2 separate regions of the Sus scrofa genome follow, and region 2 is linked to region 1. The links are chromatin contacts, called in public promoter capture Hi-C maps. All regions are on one chromosome and are shown on one strand. Each heading gives the region's core, a stretch centred on a gene start, on an enhancer-like site or on the middle of the called end of the contact. The rest is flanking DNA. Distances are from core to core; before and after follow the strand shown. Region 1 holds the start of TAS1R1 (taste receptor type 1 member 1). Region 2 holds the start of DNAJC11 (dnaJ homolog subfamily C member 11).

Evidence for each region. Promoter capture Hi-C pulls out the DNA fragments that hold promoters and counts their contacts.
Region 2: a promoter capture Hi-C map of liver shows a contact between it and region 1, with 3 times the contacts expected there. The contact joins the promoter of DNAJC11 here to the promoter of TAS1R1 in region 1. A contact is called at or near these places in 1 of 5 promoter capture datasets (liver) and 1 of 2 datasets of contacts at active chromatin or transcription factors (alveolar macrophages).

The regions. Positions count from the first base shown.
Region 1 is chr6:67,394,260-67,399,617 of Sscrofa11.1, reverse strand. TAS1R1 (taste receptor type 1 member 1) reads right to left here and starts at 3,145. Exons shown (of 6, transcript XM_013988748.2): 1 at 2,061-3,145. The coding sequence starts at 2,251. It overlaps NOL9 (polynucleotide 5'-hydroxyl-kinase NOL9), which reads left to right and starts at 3,176. Exons shown (of 12, transcript XM_003127541.5): 1 at 3,176-3,591; 2 at 5,055-5,274. The coding sequence starts at 3,220.
Region 2 is chr6:67,528,174-67,533,560 of Sscrofa11.1, reverse strand. It overlaps DNAJC11 (dnaJ homolog subfamily C member 11), which reads left to right and starts at 3,603. Exons shown (of 14, transcript XR_002344878.1): 1 at 3,603-3,743.

The sequences.
Region 1 (5,358 bases), core at 1,896-4,395:
TTTCCAAGGTCTTTGGGCCAGTCCTCCTGCACCAGGCTTTCCAGAACCTTCCTCCTGGGCCGGCCATCAGGTGTGCTTCACGTTCAGGGCATACTGCCTTTGAACCATGATACATCCTCGAGCGGCCCCAATCTAGAGCTCATACAGACGGCAAGCAACTATCTGGCATGTGGAAGTTCCCCTACCAGGAATCGAACCCAAGCCACTGCAGCACCTCGAACCACTGCAGCGACACCACTGGGTCCTTAACCTACCGCACCATAAGGGAACTCCAAGCAACTATCTTCTTTATAAGAAAAGCAATTGTTTCTTTCTACCTAGACGCTCAACTTCATGAAAGCACCGACCTGATTTATCTTTGCTGAGCTCTGGAAAAATCTGCTGCTAGGTCCCCCACTTCCCTTCCCCTGAGAACCATACTTGCCCCCTGGGGGACTAAGGAGTGGGTACTGGGGGAGAAACCAGGGAGGAGCTGAAGCAGGCAAGGCCACCCTTGCTTAATCCCTGCCTTGTCTAGTTATGTCACAAAGCCAGGAAGCAAGTGGCATGGGATTATAACACAAAGGACTCTAACAGCCAGGTCAAAAGAATGTGTGACAAACTGGAAACTGGGAGTGTGTGCCAGGGACGGGTAGCCAGTGCCTGAAGGTGGAGACTGCAGGTTGGATAGAGGGTGGAGGCAGTTTAAATAGTAACCCAGGAGCTGCGGCTGTGGCAAGGGATCGGTTGTGTCTTGGGAGTGCTGGCACGTGGGTTCGATCCCCTGCCTGGCACAGTGGGTTAGGGATCCTGCATTGCCGCAGCTGCAGCTTAGTTCGGGGCTACGGTTTGGATCTGATCCCTGGCCCAGGAACTCCATATGCCATGGGGCAGCCAAAAAACAAAAAAACAAAAAACAGGGAGTTCCCATTGTGGTGCAGTGGAAACGAATCCAACTAGGAACCATGACGTTGCAGGTTTGATCCCTGGTCTCACTCAGTGGGTTAAGGATCCTGTGTTGCCTGAGCTGCAGGATAGGTCGCAGACGCGGCTCAGATCTGGCTGTGGTGTAGGCTGGCTGCTACAGCTCCGAATGGACCCTTAGCCTTGACAACTCCATATGCCATGGGTGCGGCCCTGAAAAGACCAAAAACCCCAAAGTAAAAAACAAAACCCCAATCCCACTCCTGGGCATCTATCCAGAGAAAACAACAACTCACAAAGACACATGTACTCCGATGTTTTCATTGCAGCACTATTTGCAATAGCCAAGACATGGAAACAACCTAAATGTCCATCGACAGAGGACTGGATCAAGAAGATGTGGTACATACACACAATGGAATATTACTCAGCCATTAAAAAGAACAAAATACCGGCATTTTTAGCAATATGGATGGACCTAGAAATCATCATGCTAAGTGAAGTCAGACAATGAGACACCAACATCAAATGCTTTGACTGACATGTGGAATCTGAAAAAAGGACACACTGCACTTCCTTGCAGAACAGATGCTGACTCACAGACACTGAAAAACTACGGTCTTGGAGTTCCCATTGTGGCACAGTGGTTAACGAATCCGACTAGGAACCATGAGGTTGCGGGTTCAGTCCCTGCCCTTGCTCAGTGGGTTAACGATCCGGCGTTGCCGTGAGCTGTGGTGTAGGTTGCAGACGCGGCTCGGATCCCACGTTGCTATGGCTCTGGCGTAGGCTGGCAGCTGATTCAACCCCTAGCCTGGGAACCTCCATATGCCGCGGGAGCGGCCCAAGAAATGGCAAAAAGACAAAACACAAAAACAAACAATAAAAAAACTACGGTCTCTGGAGGATACAGTTTGGGGGGTGGAGGGATGTGCTTGGGCTGTGGGATGGAAATCCTGTGAAATCAGATTGTTATGATCATTATACAACTACAGATCTGATAAATTCATTTGAGTAATAATAAAAAGAAACAAAACGAAACAAAAAAACCCCTCAAATAGTAACCCCAGAGGCAGAAGGTCTTGCTGAGGAGGGCTGGCAAAGACCCTGTAGGCACAGGGCCCCCTCGCTGACCGTTCCGTGGACCCCTCACTCACCTGTCACAGAAGGCCACTGTGGGTCTGCGCCTCGCCTCTGGGTGGTCACCGTGTAGAGGGAAGAGGCCAGCTACAAGGTAGTCCCCAGGGAGGCTGAAGTCAGGGGAGGACTCTGGGCCCTGGCAGCCCAAAGCCCAGCAGCAGGAGAGGGAGAGCTGCAGACCCAGCAGGCACGCCTCCCAGAGCAACATGCTGGCCAGACCGCCGCCCTGAGCCTGGCATGGCCGAGCGACGCCCTCCGACCAGGCTGGGCTGTTTAAATAGAAAGGTTGCAGCTGCCAGGATGCCTCCCAGCTTCATGCCTTTCAAAGGGGTGGGACAGGAGCCCGGTTGTAGGAACCCGGCTGTTGGCCTAGGCCTTCCGGGCTTGCGGTCCTCCTCAGGAACTGGGCAGAGTCAAGGCACAGGTGCAAGCCAGGTGGCACCCCCTGACCCTTCCTCTGGACGGTTGTGGGTTCTGTCCTTGCTCTGGTGCCTGTGGCCTCACCCAGCTCAGAAAGGGAGCCCCAGTATTCGGGTGGGGGAGGGGAAGGCTGGAACACAGTTGCGGGGGGGGGGGGGCGGCTGGGAACGGGGACCGTTCCATCAGGGAGCTGCAGACTTTAGAACCTCTTACCCGGGCCTCCGTTCACCACGTGAGACAAAGTTCTGCGTTGCTCCCTACCCCCACCCCAGTCCTCAGGATGCTTAAGTTGAAATTCTGAGTGAATCATCCTAGTTACGCCTGGTTTTACAGGCTTGCTGGCTACAACTCAAAAGACAAATGCATGCAAACAGAGGCTATGCAAATAGACCGGTTTTGTTTACAACGCCAAGCCTGGAGCTTTTTCTGCCAGGGGAAAAAAAAAAACCTTGGTGGATTTCCGGAGAGGTGGCCCTGGACTCGGGGTAACCGACTTCCGCCCCCGGGCGGCCAGATAAGATCTTTTGCATAATGTAAATGTCACCCTCGCTGGGACCGCCCGGCTAGGTGTCATCCAGGCGGCCCCTTCTCCGGTCGCCGGCGGGCGTGAGACTCCGAGGGGCCCGCCAAGGTCCGGGTGCGCTGCCGAGGCCGCCGGCAGAGAGCGCCCGTGGCTCCCAGCCGGCTTGACGGGCCGCGGGGCGGAGCGACGGGCTCTCTCGCGAGATTCGCCAGAGAGAGGCGCCGGGGACCAGCATGGCGGACTCAGTGCTGGTGCTCAAGCGGGGTTCCTCCCGCTCCACGTGGCTGCGGGCCCGCAAGGCCCGGTCCCAACTCATTCTCGGCCACCGGCCCCGCCGGCGGCTCAGGACTTTGCGTTGGTGCGGCCGAAGGCGGCTTCGGCGGCGGCTGCTGCATGCCCAGGCGGCCGGCGTGGACTGGCGGGAGGGCGGCTGCCTGGTGTCGCGCGCGGCGGCGCCCCGGAGGCCCAAGACCGCGGTCCCCAGGCCGGACCCCAGCCCAGACGTGGCCGCGGACCTGACCACAAGTTGTTCCGCCATCCTCTCCATCCCGCCAGTGCGGCCGGCCGGCCCGGGCCGTGCGTTGGTGCTGCTGCCGCTTGGGCAGGTGGGTCGCGCCGAGGGAGCCGGGCGGGCAGAGCGGGTGGAGGGGAGCCCCGGGAGCTGCTGACTGGCAGCTGCCGACTGGGAGAGACAGTATCCTTCTGCGGGTTCTCCGGCTGTAAGACGGGCGCATTCCTCGGGCGGTGGTGCTGAACCGAGGGTAACAAGGACCTCCCTAATTCTAGGTCTGCGGAGCTGGAGGGACTTAAAATAGAATAATAATTATAAGAATAGACCGCATTTACTGGGTGCTTTGGTATGCCGGGCCCTTAAGTGTTCTGAGTGTTTTGGGCATATGAACTCCGTTAACACTACCAGCTCTCTATGGAGTCATTACCACTAGGAATGTTTACAGAGAGGAAGAGTATAGCTTAGGTAACTTGGCAAAAAGTATACGTGGAGGCAGAGCCAACAGTCACATTCTGGCAGCCTCATGGCAGGGCCCCTGCTCTTCACCTGGACCTTGGTCTAGGCAGTCCCCCTCTATGCAGGAGGGAAGTAAAACCCTAAGAAAGGCAGAGGCTCTGCAGGCCTGGGCCTTTGTGAGGACAGAGAGCCGTGAGAACAGCAGAGCTGAGTTTGGGAGACCCCCTTGGGTCAGTGTTCACCAGCCTGTCCCGGAGTTCCTATTGTGGCTCAGCGGTAACGAATCTAACTAGTATCATGAGAACAGGTTTGATCCCTGTGTTTGCTCAGTGGGTTAAGGATCCAGCACTGCCGTGAGCTGAGGTGTAAGTGACAGTCTTGGCTAGGGTCCTTCATTGCTGTGGCTGTGGGTAGCCCAGCAGCTGCAGCTTAGATTTGACCCCTAGCTTGGGAACTTCCACGTGCCTTGGGTACAGCCCTAAAAAGAAAAACAAAAAAAAAAAAAAACAGACTCTCTGTCCCTATAGCTGCTGTAGGATATGATCATAGGTTTAAAATGTTAATTAGTTAAAATACTCTGTTAGTTGGAGTTCCATTGTGGCTCTTAACTGGACATAGTGTCCCTGAGGATGTGGGTTCCATCCCTGGCCTCTCTCAGTGGATTAAGGATCCAGTGTTGCCAGTAAGCTGCAGCTTAGGTTGCAGATTCGGCTTGGATCGGGCATTACTGCAGCTGTGGTGTAAGCCGGCAGCTGCAGCTCCAATTTGACCCCAAGTCTGGGAACCTCCATATGCCCCAGATGTGGCCCTAAAAAGAAAAAAAAGATAGTGATACTATTAGTTAAAAATACTACGTCTAGATACTCATATTGCAACAGAACAAAGGGTGGGGGGGAAATGTACACATGTAAAAATAACTTGATCCCCATGCTGTACAGCAGGTGGGGGGGGAATACTAGATAGTCACCTACAAGGTACTCTGTTACTAGAAATCAGCCGCCTTTTGATGTCTGCACAGCCAGTTAAGAACTTTGAAGTTTTTAGTTGTTAGTAACAGACTCTGTAACTTTCTTTCTCCCTTTCTTTTTTCTTTCCATCTAGAGCTTCATCTTTAGCGGGATCTGTCGTGTGACCTGCCTCTACGGTCAAGTGCAGGTGCTCGGTTTTAACATCAGCCAAGGCCAGCCCGCTCAGGACGTGTACTCCACCTATACGCACGCTCGCCTGACTGTCACCGCAGTTCACTACTCAGTGTCTGAGAAAAGCAAGAAGGAGATGAAAAGGGAAGCCCGGACTTTGCTCAAGTCGCATCTGAACCGAGGTAATGAAAAGAACTGAGTGATTTTCTGAGGATGTACCATATAATAAAGCTAATAATTTATGTCTTTTTGTCCTTTTTAGGGCC
Region 2 (5,387 bases), core at 2,354-4,853, 130 kb before region 1:
GGCCTCCAGGCCACCCCCGCCTTGCCACTCTTGCCGGTCAATCTGCCTCTGGGGTCAGACTCTGCGGCCACGGCGAGGCTCTTTCCCGCATGCAGCTGTGCCGCTTCCTCTGGCGACTTGACCCTCCTGCAATTATCATCTTGGCTAAAGATGACAATGACAAGTCACTGAAATGGGAAAGGATGACAGAACATCAAGAAAATTTAATTCTCTTTGGGGGGAGTGCCCACAGCATGTGGAAGGATCGAATCCGAGCCACGGCAGCCGCGATGCCAGATCCTTAATGGCACCAGGGAACTTCAGGGGAAATTTAATCCTTGAGTGTCTGCAGATCTGCCTTCTTTCTCTAGCTAAGGATTCCCCCCAAACACACACAACGCCTCTTAACAGGGTTACCAGAGCTCTGTGGTGGGGGAGGGAGAACAGGCTGGGAATCTCTGGCCCCCAGCCACTAAATCCCAGTCTGAACTCAGTGACCAGGGAATAAGACAGAGATTAAGGGTGATCCCTCCTCCTGAATTGTAGCAAAGGGTGGGGGTTCAGGCTGCTCACCTCATCTCTTCAGAGTATCATTCAGGGAATGGGGAAGGTTATAAGGTTTCTAGTGGAGGTTGCCAGATGCAAAACATATACAAATACGGGACAGGGGAGTCATTTTTTCCAGAACTACCCGGGTTTAAGTCCTAATTTTGCCCCCAATAAAGCTTAACTCTCAAAAAAAAAAAATGCAGGACAGGAGTTCCCCTTGTGGCTCAGCAGGCTAAGAACCCAACATAGTATCCATGGGGATGCAAGTTCAATCCCTGGCCTCAGTCAGTGAGTTAAAGATCCAGCGTTGCTGTAAAGCTTTGACAGAGGTTACAGATGCGGATCGGATCCCACGTTGCTGCGGCTATGGTGTAGGCCGGCACTTGCAGCTCTGATTCAACCTCTAGCCTGCAAACGTCCAGGTGCCTCAGGTAGGGCCCTCAAAAAAAAAATACAAGATGGAGTTCCCATGTGGTGCAGCAGGTTAAGGATCCTGCATTGTCAGTGCTGTGGCTTTGGATTGTTGCTGTAGTTCAGGTGCGATCCCTGGCCCAGGAACTTGCAAGTGCTGCAGGCACAGCCAAAAAAAAAAAAAACGGTAATAAAATAAATAAAAATATAGAACACCCAGTTAAATTTGAATTTCAGGTAAACAGTGAATTTTTTAGTATATGTCCCTGACAACAGTAATGTATTTTACTAACAATTAATCATTGTTTATCTGAAATTCGAATTTAATCACCATCCTGCATTTCATCCAGCAACCCTAACCTTGCATGCTAGAAGGGAGGGCCCAGGGTCGAGTCTTTAAACAGATGAAACTTCCTGAGTGGCTATGCTGAAGCCACCTACTCTGGGGTCACTCTGAACATGACAACGATGGAGGTAAATGACCTTATCGTTACCATTTAAAGATGAGAGAATTCAGGGGGTTCCCTGGCGGTCTAGTGGTTAGGATTCGGTGCTTTCACTGCTGTGGCCAGAGTTCAAGCTCCGCCCGGCCTGGGATTTGAGAGCCCACATCAAGCCACTGCCTGCCACAGCCAAGAAAATAAATAATAATAAAGATGAGAGAATTCAATGCAATCATATACATATATAATATATACTTACCTATGTGTATAAATATCCATGTTTAATAGAAACATATGACATAAGTATATTAGACAATGCAGCCAAGTAACAAATTCCTTAGTGACCTGACCCAATACAAAGAAAACAAAAGTGCAAGACAATGAGTTAATGTGGCTGACTTTTGTCACTGCTCTGGCGTGAGTATTTTGTTGGATGGGTGTTAACTTATAAATTTGTACTGCTCTTGCTTTGCGTTATTTCGCCCATCCTAGATCGGGGTTTCTGGAGGGGAGAAACAAGAAAGTCAACCTCCAAACTAAATTTATTCTCAGGCGTGTGGCATCTTTTACTTTATTTCCCATTTGTCACAACCCCTTTCCAAGTAACCGTCATGCAAAACACGGCGGACCCAAGAGAGGACCGAAACGCAGACATCCCTGAGCCACTATTTATTTTGTTTGAGTGGTGATAAAAACCAGGTCATTCTCAATCACAGAACCACAGACCTGGGTGTTCCGAGACGTGTGTTCTGTTCCGCTCACGTAATCCCTTGAGGCAGTGTTTTCCAAAGCAGGGGGAATGTGGCAAAGGATTCCTCTACCCACCTGAGCATCATGTCCCAATTAATGTCTACAACCCAAAGGAAAAAAGGGATATCTCACCGTCATAGCTTCGCCCCCAGCCTCTCTGAGAGAAATCCTTAAAGACCAGCAAATGTCAGCATGCAGTTTAGCCCTAATCACTGCTCTGCAATGGAGGAAAAAAAAAAGGGGGGGGGAGACCATTAAAAAAATCGCTGGAATAGAGGATGAACCGGGAATGTCTGTGAACGCAATCACAGGGAAACCTCACGCAAATAAAAAAATAGCTCTTCATTTACAACGTGGGCTGACAGTCTGTTCCAGGCTGACTCAACGTGTCTCCGCACATCTAAGTGTCTCATGCCAAAAGATCCTTCAGAGGGCTGGGCAACTTGGAAAGGACCATACACAGGCCCAGATGGCGCACATCTGGTCAAAAATTAGGAAGAGAAAGAAATCAACTTCTCAAATCCACAGACAGGTGTTTGGAGCTTCCCAGGGGACCTGCTTAGGAAGGGCAACCGGGATGCTTCTGAATCAATGGTTAGTTAAGGAACAAACGTTATTGAGAAATAATGAAGAATTGGCACAGGTCGGCCAAGCTGGTGACAAGAGCACAGGCGCTCTCCTGTCCAGCTTCTCTTGATAACGGCATCATTTCAAAGACGTTTAAATTATTTAGATGATTGTAAGGGAGACAGCTTTAACAGCGCACAGAACAGCAGGCACCGAGTTGAAATCAATTAGACTCCGGGGCTAACCTAGAAGATAGAAATTTACAAGAGAACAGCTCTGGGATAGAGTCTGCAGGTATATGCACGCCTGCCAGAGACAGTAATAGTGGGAACCCAACGGCTATTGCCTCGTCATTTAAGCAGCAGAAAAATGGCCAGGTGCCCCTAAATATGGGGTAAGAATGAAAAACGAAAACGAGGAAGGTCACCCTCTGGGCAGGGTTGCAGGTGGTCAAGAGACGAGGGGACGACCATTGGAGGCAGAAATACGTGCCATTCTGGATGTCTCCTGTGTAAAGACAAGGCAGCAAATGGGGCCTGGAGTGGCCTCGCCGGGGTAGCTGGCCGTGTGGCCCAGAGGGGATTGGGATTTCGATGCATTCTGCCCGGGGCCCGGCGAGGGAGACGGGGGTGTTGCAGAAGATTGTCTTCCCCGGCGCCCAGATGGTGACAACCCCCGGGTGTGGCTGCAAAGTCCCCTCTCCCGCCCAGGCACAGCCCTAGGGCAATCCGCGGAGGCTTTAGGTCCCCGGGAGGCACGTGCGGGGCCCCCGGAGCGCCGCATCCAGCCCTCGGCCGCGCGGGGGCGCAGGGCGCAGGCGCGCTCCTTCCGGGCGGAGACGGCGGTGGCGCGACTCCCAGCCGCCAGGGGACGCTGTGGGGCAGCCGCACCGGCCGACGCTGTTGGAGCCGCGCACCGAGGGTCCCTCTTGAGCACGGCCTTGCGGGCTCGGCGGGGTGAAAGGTTGCAAAGATGGCGACGGCCTTGAGCGAGGAGGAGCTGGACAATGAAGACTATTACTCGTTGCTGAACGTGCGCAGGGAGGTGAGGCCTGCGGCGGGTCGCTCTCGGGGCTGAGGCCCGGCCGGGTCGTTCTGGGGGCAGCCAGGCTGGCGGCGGCCGCCCCGTTCCCGCCCCGGGTGGCTGGGGCCCGGCAGCGAGGCCGCGTGACCCTGGCCGCCGTGCGCGACCGCCGGCCGACCGGGCCGTCCCCACCGCCCCGACCCTTGCGCCGGGGGTGTCCGGGTCGCTGTCTGCCCCGGCTCTCCGCGGCGGGTGCGCTGCGCGCGCTGCGTCCGGACAAGGCCAGAGGCCCCCGAACCCCCCCGGGAAGGAATGGGTCCCGAAGGTGGAAGTGGAATAGGGGTCCAAGTCTTCCGGGACCCGGTGCCCGGCTCGGCTCACACCCGCCCTGGTTCAGGGGCTGTGTCCTCGCCCCCAGCCGGCAGGATGGGAAACCGAGTCTTAGACACCAAGGTCAAGGCCACCAGGGAACCTCCCCAGGGGTCTGTTGGCTTCCCGAGTCTTGCATGGGGACATCTGGTTTCTGACGTGAGTCCAGGCTCGGAGGCACGTGTCTGTTGACCTTTCCCTTGAGCGGCTGTAGAGAAATTGAAGGAAGAGCCTTCTGGAAAAATAGCTTCAATTCGGAGGCCCGAGTTAAGAATAGTCAGGAAAGAAGTGATGAGCTGAGCACGGCCTCGGCGTGCGCGCTCGACTCCACGTGCTTCTGCTCGGTTTCCTCGCCGAATAAAAAGATAACACGAGAGAGCCTCACACTGCGTCTGGCACGTAGTAGGGGCCCAGTAAGTTTCCTTTCTTGTTGACTAGTACATTTGAGGTCAGCGGGAAGGCTTCCAAGGTCAAGTCATGACGTTTGACTCCTAGAGCAAGCGGGTCAAGGCTCTGTGTTGTCAGTGAAGGTTGGTGTACGTAATGTTAATAACAGCTAACGTTTTTGAAGGGTTCCCCTCGTGCCTCAGTGGTTAACGAATCCGACTAGTAACCATGAGGTTGCAGGTTCCAACCCTGGCCTCCTCGCTTAGTGGGTTAAGGATCTGGCATTGCCATGAGCTGTGGTGTAGGTCGCAGACGCGGCTTAGATCTCGTGGAGCTGTGGGTGTGGTGTACGCCTGTGGCTACAGCTCCAGTTAGACCTCTAGCCTGGGAACATCCATATGCCACGGGTGCGGCCCTAGAAAAGACACAAAACAAAACAGCTAATGTTTTTAAGTGCTTATTTCGTGCAGGTCCGTGGTGCAGAAAGAAACTTTATGTTACTGCACTTAATTCTCATATCAGCCCTTGAGGTAGGTATTAAGATAATTCTTGATTTGTAACTGAAGTGTAGAGAGATTAAGTAATTTAGCCAAAGTCACACCACTAGAAAGTTCAGCAGCCTGAATTCAGCCCTGGGCAGTCTGACTCTGGAGCCCCAGCTCTGGATCTCTCTGTACTCTCACCCTAGCTTGCCAGTCCTCAAGCTACAAAGCCAGGGTACTTCTTGGGAATCCCACAAAAAAAAATTCCTTGAATATATTAGCCACAGTTTACTACAGAAACGCCCATTGAACTGATTTGAGGAATTGCAGATTTTATTAGGCTGCTACAGTGACAGTCTCGCGAGTAATCAGTGATAAGGCTCTGAGTAAACCGCTTCTTTGGCCTTCATTTCTTTTCCCTTTGAAA